2 separate regions of the Ovis aries genome follow, and region 1 is linked to region 2. A link is a contact called in public Hi-C data. All regions are on one chromosome and are shown on one strand. Each heading gives the region's core, a stretch centred on a gene start, on an enhancer-like site or on the middle of the called end of the contact. The rest is flanking DNA. Distances are from core to core; before and after follow the strand shown. Region 1 overlaps EXTL3 (exostosin like glycosyltransferase 3). Region 2 holds the start of EXTL3 (exostosin like glycosyltransferase 3).

The links. Hi-C and Micro-C count contacts between places; a contact is called where the count stands out from the background.
Region 1: a Hi-C map of muscle shows a contact between it and region 2, with 2.7 times the contacts expected there. The contact joins the enhancer-like site here to the promoter of EXTL3 in region 2. A contact is called at or near these places in 2 of 16 Hi-C or Micro-C datasets (mixed tissues and muscle).

What each region holds. Positions count from the first base shown.
Region 1 is chr2:103,150,418-103,157,239 of ARS-UI_Ramb_v3.0, forward strand. EXTL3 (exostosin like glycosyltransferase 3) reads left to right here. Exons shown (of 10, transcript XM_060409568.1): 4 at 1-1,486. Among named protein-coding and RNA genes, the nearest start is that of EXTL3, 74 kb to the left of the region's middle. Within about 2 kb of position 1,279, at least 42 of the 54 cell types and tissues checked have an H3K27ac peak or open chromatin away from gene starts, as enhancers often do. A contact at or near this core is called in muscle, where this site is marked.
Region 2 is chr2:103,076,509-103,083,291 of ARS-UI_Ramb_v3.0, forward strand. It overlaps EXTL3 (exostosin like glycosyltransferase 3), which reads left to right and starts at 3,558. Exons shown (of 10, transcript XM_060409568.1): 1 at 3,558-3,637.

The DNA of each region.
Region 1 (6,822 bases), core at 29-2,528, 72 kb after region 2:
AAAAGCGGGATCAGAAAAAGGAGGGGCTGATAGGTATGGAGGGAGGAAGTGTGCTCTCTGGAAAACAGGTTGCTAGGTTTTTAAGAATCCTTGGCCCAAACTGTCCCCTATGGGAAACATCAATCTTCAGGGCTTTGTCCGGCCTCTGGGCTCCCCCAAGAAGGGTGTGTGGATGAAACAGGGCTGCTGTGAGTGGTCTCAGGGGCTTTAGCTCCTCTAAGATACAGACCACCCAAGCACCGGGATCCCAGCCAGCAGCTTCTTCGGGTCCTGGTGTGTTTCCGGTTCCCTGGACTAGAAGCCCTGCCTTTTGGAAATTAGAAACATGATTTTAAAAAGTTGAAGCAAATTTGATCTTAGCTCATATTGCAGTTATTGATTTTAAATAATGACTTAAACTCATTTTTGAGTGACCAGTAATGATCAGGTCTCTCTTGCATGATTGGTGGAGTTCCTTCTTTTTCTTGGGGGTCGTTTTGGTCACTGCCTCCTGTACAGTGTTGCGAACCTCCAGCCACTCTGTCTTCCACGTCCAGCGTCCTTCGCCCACTCCCAGCATTTTTCTCCGAAAAGCCTTGTCTTGACTTTGCAAGTGTGAAGGTTGACAAGTCTCTTAAGAGTTGTAGGATGTGTGGCACTTTTCCATTCCGAGAGGTTGGCTCTTAAGTATTTCAGACAGCTTCGCCTTTTCCTCCCGGTTGTGGCTGATCACGCCAACACGACTGGACTAAGGCATTGTTTCTGCAAAGCCCCTGGATTTTTCCCCTAGGCATTCTTGCCGTCCGGCCTTTTCTTTGTTGTTAAATATTCAGTGTTTCCCAACTCCAGACCTTTTCGGAGACCGTCAGCTCATTGAAGAAGGCCTTTTCTGTGGGGACGGCTTTAGTTTAGATCTGAAGTTCAATGGCTGAGGCTCTGGAGTCGGAACGCGTTCCAGGTCCGGCGGAGAGCTTTGGCTCCTCTGCACCCCCCGGAGAGGTTTTTCGGAAAGAGTTGGGGCACTGGTAGGAGGCGGGTCTGAGGGCCGAGAGAGGCAGGCCCACGCTTCTTCTCCACCGGCGGCTCCCACAATCCCCGGCGCCGCCGCCCGCGGACCCTGGCGAGCCCCGCTGCGGGGGTCCGAGGCCTCCGAGGCTCTTCGGGCGCGGTCGGCGGAGCCGCTGAAGCCCTCGCCCCGCCCCTTCTGCCCTCGCCCCCCCCCACCCCCGGACCCCAGGCTCGCGAGCGCCTGGGTTCGGCCATTTCCGGCGCTGCGCACTTCGGCAAGTTCCGCCGGCACAGGTCGGAAATGGCTGCTCGCCAGCAGGGGGAGCGGAGGATTCGGCGCGGCCTGGAAGGCGGGCTGCAGGCGGCGAGAGCGGCTTTTGGGAACCCGAGTCTCGCGCAGGCGGCAGCGGCGAGCCGCTGAACTGGAAGCCGGTAGGACTCCTGGCGGCGGCGGGGGGAGCCCCGAGCAGCCGGGGCGGCGGCCCGGAAGAGGCTCGTGGTAGGGACCCCGGGGCCGGCCGCGAGAGCCGGGCACCGGGCTGGACCGGGTCTGGCTGCTCTGGGGTCGCGGGAGCCGGGGGGGAGGCTGCTGCCCTGCGTGGCGGGGGCGTGCAGCCTCGGAGTAGGCCTTCCCAGACGTCTCGGGGGCCCGGGAGAGGACCTCCGGGGCCTTAGCCACCAGCGAAGAGGGTAACCGGTAACGGGCCCCACCCTGGGGGTACAGGGAGCTCTAAACGCGACCTCCCCACCCCCACACGCCCCCTAGAGCCCCGGTTAGCTCGCACCCACCTCCACCCCGTTTTCTAAAGGCTCAGCCACAGCCGTGCAGCCACTTTTGCACCCGAAAGTCCTCCCCCATCCTTTGCCCCCCTGTGTTTGTCCAGCGGCTTATGTAGAGCATCTTCGGTCCACGAAGGGGTATCTGGACCGCCCCCCCTCCCCTTCTGAGCGCGCACAGACTTCCACATCTGCTTTCCGCTGCATTCAGACACAGCCGCCTGCAGCTGCTCTTCTTGGCCTCTTTTCACCCGGCTCACCTCCTTACACGAGGAGCCCGCAGTCAGAATAGCCACTTCCTGCCCAAGGAAGGGTCCAGGCTCTGCTCTTTTGTGCATCTGGGGCTCTGGTACCCAGGCTCTACAGTGATGGGCCTAGCGCTGCTCAGGCGGGAGAGGGGCTGCGGAGAGCGCGTCTACACGACTGAAATCTTAGTCGAGTTATCCCAGCGCGCGGATTCCCAGTGTGAATCCGAAGCCCTTTGGAGACCCGGCAGGGCTGCTAGACTGCAGAGAGGCTGTTTCCCTTCTCTACCGCTTGAGCCATTGTTATTCGTGGCTCTCAAAAGACTTGACTTTGGTGGATTCTTACCCGCTCTTTTTTTTTTTTCCCCCCCAAATTAGAAAGGGCTTCATCAAGCCCCAAGTTCCACTCCTTCGGAGGAGGAGCAGACACTTGTCCTTTTTTCCCACATGTGATTTACTTAAGAAGTCTTAAGTAGTTCACCCTCCAGTTTAGGTAGCTTCATTTTTTGAAGGCTGGGCTTCCCAAGTGGTTTTTTTTTTTTTTTTTTTTTTAAATCTGTGCGTTGTGGTCACATAGACTGCATTTACCCCGGTTTCGCTCAGCCAATGTCTTGCGCTCTGGTTCAGTTATTCTAACTGTACTGAGCGGCTGGGATGGTAACCTGGGAGATCCTGATAGTCTTTTGAGTGGAGCTCAGTGTTCTCAGCAACTTTTAGCAGGGGGACTTTAAAAGAAAGAAGACCCATCTTCTTAAAACTCTTCCTTGGTTCATTAAAAATACCGACTCCTGTGGGAATTTCCTATGGGGAGCCTGAGGAGTCAGAAGTATGAGGGAACCTATTCTGAGTGCTTTCTGAAAGAGGGTTAGAACTGTAGATCTTCAGAACACCGAAAACATGGTTTATTTAATACTTGAAGAGGTAGCCGCTGCTCTGGGGACGTATCTACCAGATAAATGATTGACCAGTTTGAGTCTTCAGGTTCCCACTTCTCCCTTTATCAAAGGGGAGAAAACTCTGGCATGTAATGTTCTGCATGTAGTTGGAATTTTTTTGTCATTAGGCTTCAGAGCTTTAACCTGTGAAGAGAAAAGGCTTCCTGCAAATAGGATAGAGAGAAATGAGTCAGGGGTAGAGTTAAGCCTGAGAAGGAGGAGGTTGAATGGATGGCTTGAAGCCATGGGAAGAATGTTGTGGGGATTAGATAAGCAGCTGCCCTTTTCCTCAGGGCTTTAGGCTAGCTGTTGAGTGAACTCACTGAAGGGTGGTGCAGGAGTGGGGCCCAGGCTCAATAAGCTGTGCTGAGTATGAGTAGGAGGGCCCCTAAAGTGGAAGTGAAGTCGCTCAGTCGTGTCCGATGGCATCTTCCCAACCCAGGGATCGAACCCCAGTCTCCTGCATTGGAGGCAGGCGCTTTAACCTCTGAGCCACCAGGGAAGCCTTAACTGAGGCATTAACTGGAAAGACTATCAGGATGTCCCAGGTCAATACAGTTAGAATAACTGAACCAGAGCACAAGACATTGTCTGAGCAAACCCTGGGGGACATGCTGTCTGCATGCCCACAAGGCGTAGATTTAGAAAAACACAGAAACAACATGGGAAGCCCAGCCTTCGAAAATGAAGCTATGTAAACTGGAGGAAGAAATGCTTAACAGCGTAAATCACATCTGGGACCTCACAGTGGCCCCCTGGAGGGAGGGTTGGAAATACTGCCTAAAGCAGAAGGAGATTCAGGTTATCAGGAGAAAGATGAAGGTTCCTCTGGATCAGCTGTGAATGTCTTTGCATATAATTACTTCAGAGTGAGGCAAGGAATATAAACCTTTCATAAAGCCATAAACCTGTGCACTGATTTCTGCTGGATATTAAGTTTAACTCAGAAAACTTCTGTTAACATAGTTATCTCCACCCTATTTTTCTTTCCTCTTAATTTTTGCAGCTCTTTCTCTTGAAAACCTGTAATGATAGGGTAACTAAGTAAGAAGAAAGGATTTTTCATGTATTTGTAGGTTCCTTGAAAATAGGGGAGCTCAGGCAGACGGAGTTCGAGAACTCATGGGGAATGGGTAGACTCTCCAGTAAGCGTGATCTTTTTGTGCCTGAACTGGTCCCACACTCCTTGTACACTTGGAGTCCTTCAGACCTCTTTGGTGATATTACTAGATGAAGAGAAGCGGTATTAAACTTTTTATAATCCTGGGTGTATCAGAGGAATATGAAGACCTCACTTGGTGACATTTACCTCCTCTCTACTTAGGCTGTAATTTCCAGTCTAGGATTTTGCTCACATGCCCCCCAGATGACCCATAAAATACGGGATGGAGCTGTGGGAAGATGAGCTATGTCTCAGCATCCAGCCACCTTTGTGGTTTGTAACCCTGGAGTACTTTTACAGAAAAGTAGGCAAACTTTTTCTGTAAATGGCCAAATAGAGAGTATTTTAGGCTCTACAAGTGTTCAGCTTTGCTGTTGTAGAGTGAAACAGACATATAGGACATATGCAGCACTCGTGCCGTCCGTAAGTGAATGATCAGGACTCTCTTCCAGTGTGCCTCTATTTACAGAACAGACATCTGGCTGCCGATGCCTGCCTCGAGATCACCCCTTCACACGCATGTGATTGCTTTTGTATATTCCTCTGTTTGACGGGCCCAGTACCTTTTAGACTGACCAGTGAGTGATATTAATGATTAACCTCCTGGATGTTTGCTTTGTTGACTGTTTGTTTTCTTATTCTCTTAACATTTGTCATCATTTTAACTCTCTTCCTCCAGCCTCTTTTTAAAATGTTTTTTCGACAAAGATTTGCTACTGAGTGAGGAATAAAAAAAGAGTGAATTAGATTTGGAATATGCCCTTTGTCTGTACAGTAGGAGAGATTCGACATACATCAGTCCATGATGGTGGTAGATTACAGTAATGTCTTAAATTACTATAGTCCTTGTCGATCATGCCGTACTTTCATACATTGTTTCTCGCGTAGATTTTGATCTTTACAGTAACTCTCAGAGATAGGAGGCTAAGTGTTAGAATATTCCTTTAAAAAAAAATTATTTTTTTGCCTGTGCTGGGTCTTCGTTGCTGCACAGGCTTTTCCCTAGTTACAGTGAGTCAGGGCCACTCTGTGTTGCAGTGTGAGGACTTCTTATTGCGGAGGCTTCTCTTGTTGCAGAGCATGGGCTCTAGAGCACGGGCTTAGCTGCTCTGTGCCATGTGGGATTTTCCTGGACCAGGGATTAAACCTGTGACTCCTGCATTGGCAGGCGGATTCTCTGAGCCACTAGGGAAGACCCAATATTCCTTTTTGTGAAGGGGAAGGAAGGTAGGAAAGAAAACTGAGGCTTTGGAGGGGGGGTGGGGAGTGGGCTTTTAGTTATTTGGCCAGAAGATGTACTAGAAGGCAGAATTACTGACCTGTGTCTTTTTGAATACTTACAGTGATGCGAACCACCCGGGCCACCCATTCTAATTTGCAGCCTGGTTTTCAGGACGCTTGTTCTTACTGAGCTGCAGTCGGCCTCTCTGGGAGGGCCGCCTTTCGGGGCTGTGTAGAACAAATCTATTCCTTTTACCTGTGACAGTTCTTCAGATGCTGGAAGATAGCCATCATGTTTCCCAGACGTGAGTTGCAGATTGGTGTGCATGGATCAGAAAAGGCCTGTGCATACAGCTGGGCTGCCCAACTTACACCAAGTCTCACATCGGGTGCCGGTTCTTAGAAATGAGGAGATTTCACATGAAAATCTCTATTTCTGGTTTCCTTGAGAAAAAGAAGCTTCAGTGTTGTAGAGGTCACATTTCTGATGATAGTAATCTCTGTTAGGGCCTACTTAGGTGGTGCTAATGCAGGAGATGTAAGAGATGGACGTTCAGTCCCTGGGTTGGAAGATCCCCCGGAGGGAGGGCATGCAGCCCACTCCAGTGTTGTTGCCTGGAGAATCCCATGGACAGGGGAGCCTGGTGGGCTACGGTCCATAGGCTCCCAAAGCGTTGGACGTGACTGAAGCGAGTTAGCATGCAGTCTCCGTTAGATGCCAAATATCCTGTCCATTTTGCTAAAGTCTCTGCCTGCCAGCTTCACTCTTGTTATTAACTTCACTCTCAAGGCCTCTGTGGTCCTTGAGATTACCGTCCTGTTTCCTGGGTCTTCTAGTCCACAGACTGTTGATCCTCATTCCCTTCAGATGTTTCTTATTTGACAGTTTCAAATCCCCTGACCTATTTCTCAGTCCTCTGCCCTGCACTCACTTTGATAATGTCCCTCTTAAAGTGTGATACTCAGAGCAGCATACAGTATTCAGTATACAGTGTCATCTAACAGAGTACAGGGTGGGGGGAACACTTACTCTTTTGTTTTTGTTTTTGACACCATAATTTTTTTTCCCCTAATAAATCTTGTATATTAGTATATATGTAATTTTTTAATTGGAGTATAGTTGCTCTACACAGTTGAGTTAGTTTTTGTTATACAACAGAGTGGGTCAGCTATATGTATACATACACGCCTCTTTTCTGGATTTGCTTCCCATTTAGGTCACGACAGAGCGTTGAGTAGACTCACTGAAATGATGTTAATAGTCACTGAAATCACAGCTCTGTGTGTGTGCCCGTGCTGTTGTTAAACTAAATTATTTCCCTGTGGTTTTGAGATCCAAGTGATCAACTCTGCCTTTACTGATTTTAAATGTACTTAGACATTCCAGAATGATAAAATCTTTTTTTTGTATCCTGGGTTTTTTCCACCCTTGACTTACTGTTCCCAGTATGACTTCCTTTGTTTCTGAAGTGGAGTTGTAAAATATAAAAAAAAA
Region 2 (6,783 bases), core at 2,308-4,807:
CCTGGGTTGGGAAGATCCCCTGGAGAAGGGAAAGGCTACCCACTCCAGTATTCTGGCCTGGAGAATTCCATGGACTTGTATAGTCCATGGGGTCACAAAGAGTCAGACATGACTGAGTGACTTTCACTTTCCCTTTCAGGGTGGCTGAAGCCTAATTCCTACAAACAAGAAAGGAGGATACAGAAAGGTTTCTATGCCCAGGAGCCACACAGGGTTCTGCTCAGTTTTATTTACACCGCAGAAATCTGCAAACACCAGGAATTAGAGCTTTTTTTCTGGAGAGTCCGTTGTTTTTATCAGTATACCTCTAATTGGGCTTCTGGTTCCTTTAGAAGAATTAACAAACAAACAGATGAAACTGGAGGTGTTAGGGCTTTGTTCTCTCAGAGATCTACTGGGTCCCCATCATCTCCAAAAGCAGGAGGCAGGACTCAGTAATGATTTTAAGCTTCTTGTCGAAACCATGTAGTGAGATGAGTTGGGAGAGGCTGGCTCAGCTCAGGAAGATTGGATCAGTCCTTCCAATGAATATTCAGGACTGATTTCCTTTAGGATTGATTGGTTTGATCTCCGTGAAGTCCAAGGAACTCTCTAAGAGTCTCCTCCAACACCACAGTTCAAAAGCATCAATTCTTCAGCACTCAGCTTTCTTTATGGTGCAACTCTCGAATCTATACGTGACTACTGGAAAAACCATAGCTTTGACTAGTCAGACCTTGTTGGCAAAGTAATGTCTCTGCTTTTTAATATTTTGTCTAGGTTGGTCATAGCTTTTCTTCCAAGGAGCAAGTGTCTTTTAATTTTACGGCTGCACTCACCATCTGCAGTGATTTTGAAGCCCAAGAAAATAAAGTCTGTTACTGTTTCCATTCTTTCCCCATCTATTTGTCATGAAGTGATGGATGATTTTAGGAACAGATTTTATGATCTCAATCCTTGCATCTCCTCATATCTAGAAAAGCACTAAATCCCTTCATGGTGACATCAGATCCTCATGACCAGCAAAAAACCTTTTGTAAAATGAGGGCTTAATGGTATTGAACTCCCCCTTCACCAAAACCTTATATATTGACCTTGACCTCCCCCCACTGCTTCTTTGGAGCAGTCTCCCAGAGTTATCTGAGATGCTGCCTCTTGGGCTGCAGTCCTCATTTGGCCCCCAATAAAACTTCACAGCTCTCAAGCTGGGCATCTTTTTTGGTCGACATCCCCAAGCTGAGGCTCTTACCGGCCTCCTGAACCAAAGTTGAGTTCTTCACAGGAGGGTGTTTGTGTGTGTTTTCCAGTGATCAGATCCTGCTTACAGTTCTCCACCCACAGCCTCTCTGACCTTGTTCCTGAGGCACGAATGCAAGAGATGGCACCTTCCACCCTGGGCACGTGGACACATCTTCTCCAAGCCCTTCCTGTAGGAGGTCAGGCGCATCTGATCTACTATCTGTGAAGCTAAAGGCTGTCTTCTTCCATTAATATCTCTGATTCCACTGGGAAGGCCTGAAAGGTGTTAGAGGACAGAGAGAAGAATGCTGTAATCAGTTTAGCTTTACTGGGTTCAAGTTGACAGGGTTTTGATATGTTTGAGACTGTATACAGGATTACTAAATAAAAAAGACTGAGTCCAGAAGAATTGATGCTTTTCAATTGCGGTGCTGGAGAAGTCCTTGAGAGTCCCTTGGACAGCAAGGAGGTCAAACCGGTCAGTCCTAAAGGACATCAATCCTGAATATTCATTGGAAGGACTGATGCTGAAGGTCCAATACTTTGGCCACCTTATGTGAAGGGCCAACTCATTAGAAAAGAACCTGATGCTGGGAAAGATTGAAGGCAAAAGGAGAAGAGGGTGGCAGAGAATGAGATGGTTAGATAGCATCATCGACTCAATAGACATGAGTTTGAGCAAACTCCAGGAGATAGTGGAGGATAGGGAAGCCTGGTGTGCTGCCGTCCATCGCGTCGCAAAGGGTTGGACATGACTTGGTGACTGAACAACAGACCCCTCACTGCTCCCAGAAGGAATCAATCCTGCCAATACCATGATCTCAGACTTTCAGTCTTTAGAACTGTGAGACGATAAATTCTGTTGCTTAAGTTGCCCAGTCAGTGGTAGTTATAGCTCTAGTGAACTAATACACGCCCCTAATAAATTTACTTTTGTTTTGTGCCCCATCAGGGTTTGCAGATACGCAAAACTGTCTGGGTTCACTAAAACCTCAGCATTTTTTCTTTATCATGTAAAGTGAAGGGAAACTAAAATACTGCAGTTCCATCCAAAATTAGAACTAGTCCCCCACAAGTTAGAAATGTTTAAAAAGTTATTTAGTAAAGATAAAACAACTTGCATGCTTGCTCAGTCTTTCAACTTGTTGGGACCCTATGAACTATAGCCTGCCCGGCTCCCCTGTCTGTGGGATTTTTCAGGCAAGAATACTAGAGGGGCCATTTCCTCTGCAAGGGATCTTCCCCACCCAGGGATTGAACCTGCATCTCCTGCATCGGCAGGCAGGTTCCTTACCACTGAGCCACCAGGGAAGCCTCACCACATGTTAAACTCCATATACCTTGTTCCCAAGGTTCTTTTCACATTTGTTAACACATATGTTTTTCACATACAATCACAGGCCATGGGCTTTCTTGGGTTCTGTGTTTTTAACATTATTTGATAGAAATATTTCTAGTTAGTGATGATATTCATATTTTTCTTTAAGTTGCTACATATTATTTTTTAAAAAGATGGTATTGGCTCCGATGGCAAAGAATCTGCCTGCAATGCAGGAGACCTGGGTTCGATCCCTGGGCCGAGGTTGTTGTATTAAATAAGTGAGCAACTAACACACACGTATTATTTTTATGCCTTTCACGTATTTTTAGCTGTTACTTTCTAATTTGTCACTGTGAATATTTTTGTATAATTTATTTTTACCCCACTTGAACCGTTTCCTTGAGGTGTATACCAAGAAGAACAAGTCTTGGATTAGACACTTTTGTAGTCTATGTTCCGTATTACCGTTATTCTCTAGACAGATTGAGCTGATCTGTGGTTTCACAGAACTAAAAACTAACTGTGCAGGTTTTTCCATAATCTTCATGTCACTTAGTTTTATGATTTTAAAATTACTTTTCCTAACTTAAAAAGGTTCTCCAAGACTGACAGTTGCTTAGTTTTTCACCTACATCACTACCCGGGAGGGGGCCCTACGGACTTTGAAAGCATCATTTATTTTCATCTTTGAGATGTGGAGCAATAGGCAACCAGTGCGAGCTCCCTGTGCTCCCCCTGAGCGCCGGGCGCCTCTCCTCCCTCGGTCGGTTTCCGGACACGGTGTCCGCCAGCCCTGGGTTAGTTCTCGGACGCGCCCGCCAGGGGTCAGTGCAAGCTCGGCGGCGGGCTCCGGTTTCCCACAATGCACCGGGCGCTGGGGTCCGGGGGTGACCGAGCTGCGGCTGCGGCGGCCGAGCCCCGAGGGTTTGCGGGCGGCCGAGGGGCGTGGCGTCCAGGGGGCGGGGCGCTATAGGGCGGGGCCAGAGCCGCAGCTCTGGTCTCGGTCGCTCGCCGCTGCGCCTTTCCTGCGGGCAGCGCCCGGGCTCCGGTCGCGTGCTTCCCGGCCTCGGAGACCTGTCCACCTGGCGCTGTAGCAAGGTAGTGGGGGGCTCTTCCGGGCCATCATATTTTTTCTTGGTGGTGGGGTGGGCTGTGAAATCTTAGCTGTTGCCAACCTGAGAAGCCCTAACGTTGCTAAAATTTAGGGATGGAGCAACCAGTTTCGCTCCGAAGAATTTATTTAAAACTTGTTTCTGTCCCATTCTCCCGGTGCCCTCCAGTCTCCGCTGGGCTTTGGGAAGCCTGATTTGGGGTGCCCGTGCCAGGGTAATTTCAAACTCTAGGTTCATCTCTCCTGCCTTATGTAGGGATGCTAACTAGCGAGTGGGGTTAGAATGCGTGAGAACTTTTATGGGTGTAGGCTGGTTTCTTCAGATGTGTGTCTACGTAAAAACTCCTGAAAAATTAGATGTACTTGGTGTGAGCAGGGATCCTGAGTCCTCGCTGTTTCAGTGAGTTAGAGGCGTCTGTCTCGTGCCCGGCCTCCGCCACCATGTAGCCACCAGGAGGTAGCAATCCTGGGATCTAAGCCAGTGAGTGCCCTCAAATTCTGCACCCCAGGACACTGCTTCCGCCGCACCCCGGAGCTCCTCAGCACAGCTGACCCTCGTTTGGAGATCCCAGCTTTTCAAAAAAGTAAAGTTTGGCAGATAGAAAGCGCTGGAATTTGCGGGCACCTGGGACAGCTTAAGCTTGTTGGAGGTCTGTCGTCCTCAGCCTGTTTCTTGGTCACACTGCATGGCTCAGCCCATTCAGTCTGCTTTCTGTTACCCCAGTGCTCCCCTTGAAGCAATGCTCTGAAGTAATCCCAGTGTGAAACCAGCAAGTCTAAAGTGACTCCACCTTTCCCCACTACTAAAGGCTTAGAAAAGCACCCTGATCCCTGATCCCTAACTTCAGTGCAAAATAAACCATAGTTTTAAAGGTTTATTTTTCTTTAAAACCCTCACCCTGTAAATATCAACTGGTTGGTTTTACTTGTGAAATCCAAGCGGTTTCATTTATTGGTTAGTAATAAAGATCGTAACTAGGAAAACCATCTAAATGATATATTCTTCAGATGACCGTAATTAACCAAGTACCTGATAATAAAAGGCAGATGGGAAATCAAGTAAGCTTGGGTCTAAAACATTTCTGCCTCTGAGAAGTTTGGAAAGATAAACTTTCCTTCTAAAAGTAAAAGGAACACAGACTCTCCCCCCCCTTTTTTTCAGACTAAACAGACCTCTTAATTTGAGATAATCAAAAATAAGAAAGCTCTTTCAAACTGCTAGCACCTCACCTGTGTCCACCCAAGGAAAGAAGCTAAGTCTAGGAGTTGTAAGGATTCTAAATATTTAAGCAGAAATTCTTAATGATCCTTAACACCATGTCTGGGTACATTCCTCCAGAAGTGTCAGTTTTCCATCAAATATAAAATTATGAATTTCTCATTATGTATAATATTTTCTATTTGGAAAATATTTTCCATATCTAGCGTTGACATTTACTTAAAAGCATTGTGTATTTGTGAGTAAAATGATACAAATCTTTAAAAGGTTAAAAGCAAGGAAAAAAAATGGTCTTAGCTAGTCTATGTCAGTGATTCTCACCCTGAGGTCCTCAGTTAGTGGCAGTAAACCCTAGAGATAAAAATCACAATCTGGGGAGACTTCCGTGGTGGTGCAGTGGTTAAGAATCTACCTTGCAGTGTAGGGGAGGCAAGTTTGATCATTGGGGGAGCTAAGATCCTACATGCCTGGGAGCAACTAAGCCTGAGCACCACAGCTACTGAACTTACTCGATGCAGCCAAATAAATAAATTTTAAAAATTCAACAATAAAATCAAAAGTCGTTAATAATTAATTGCCAACACCTGTGAGAACTAGACTGTACCATTTGAAGCTTAAAAGGAGCTGATTAATGGTGGCTCAGATGGTAAAGCATCCCCCTACAGTGGAGGAGAGACAGGTTCAATCCTTGGGTTGGAAAGATCCCCTGGAGAAGGAAATGGCAATACACTCCAGTATTCTTGCCTGGGAAATCCCATGGACAGAAGGATCCCGGAGGGCTATGGTCCATTGGGTTGCAGACTTAATAACCTCAGATATGCAGATGACACCACCCTTATGGCAGAAAGCAAAGAAGAACTAAAGAGCCTCTTGATGAAAGTGAAAGAGGAGAGTGAAGAAGTTGGCTTAAAGCTCAACATTCAGAAAACTAAGTTCATGGCAAATAGATGGGGAAACAGTGGGAGACTTTATTTTGGGGGGCTCCCAAAATCACTGCAGATGGTGTTTGCAGCCATGATATTAAAAGACACTTACTCTTTGGAAGGAAAGTTATGACCAAGAATATTAGACAGCATATTAAAAAGCAGAGACATTACTTTGCCAACAAAGGTCCATCTAGTCAAGGTTATGGTTTTTCCAGTAGTCATGTATGGATGTGAGAGTTGGACTATAAAGAAAGCTGAGTGCCAAACAATTGATGTTTTTGAACTGTGCTGTTGGAAAAGATTCTTCAGAGTCCCGTGGACTGCAAGGAGATCCAACCAGTCCATCCTAAAGGAAATCAGTCCTGAATATTTATTGGAAGGACTGATGTTGAAGCTGGAAACTCCAATACTTTGGCCACCTCATGTGAAGAACTGACTCATTTGAAAAAACCCTGATGCTGGGAAAGATTGAGGGCAGGAAGAGAAGGGGACGACAGGGGATGAGATGGTTGGATGGCATCACCGACTCAATGGACATGAGTTTGAGTAGGCTCCAGGAGTTGGTGATGGACAGGGAGGCCTGGCGTGCTGCGTCCATGGGGTCGCAGAGAGTCAGACACGACTGAGCGACTGAACTGAACTAAATGCCAGTTCGTTGTTTTCATGCACTGATGAGAAATAGCTTTGGGATGATTGCTTATCAGGGGGTCATGTCATCATGACCACAGATGTAGAGATCAGAATATTTCTCAGATTCTAGGAAAAGGAAAGCATCTCAGAACTGTGCAGACTCAAGGAACTCAAAAGTACCTTGAAAGTACCCTTTGGTTTCCATCCTTCGTGGTGCCAATTTTTAAAAAACGCCCCGTTTCATAGTAATACTAATTATTCTCTAATAGTCATGTAGTATGAGACTACAGAAGCAGTTTTTCTGATTAACTCAAGAGTTAATCATGTGTGAACTATTTCAACTTTCTTACAATAAAAA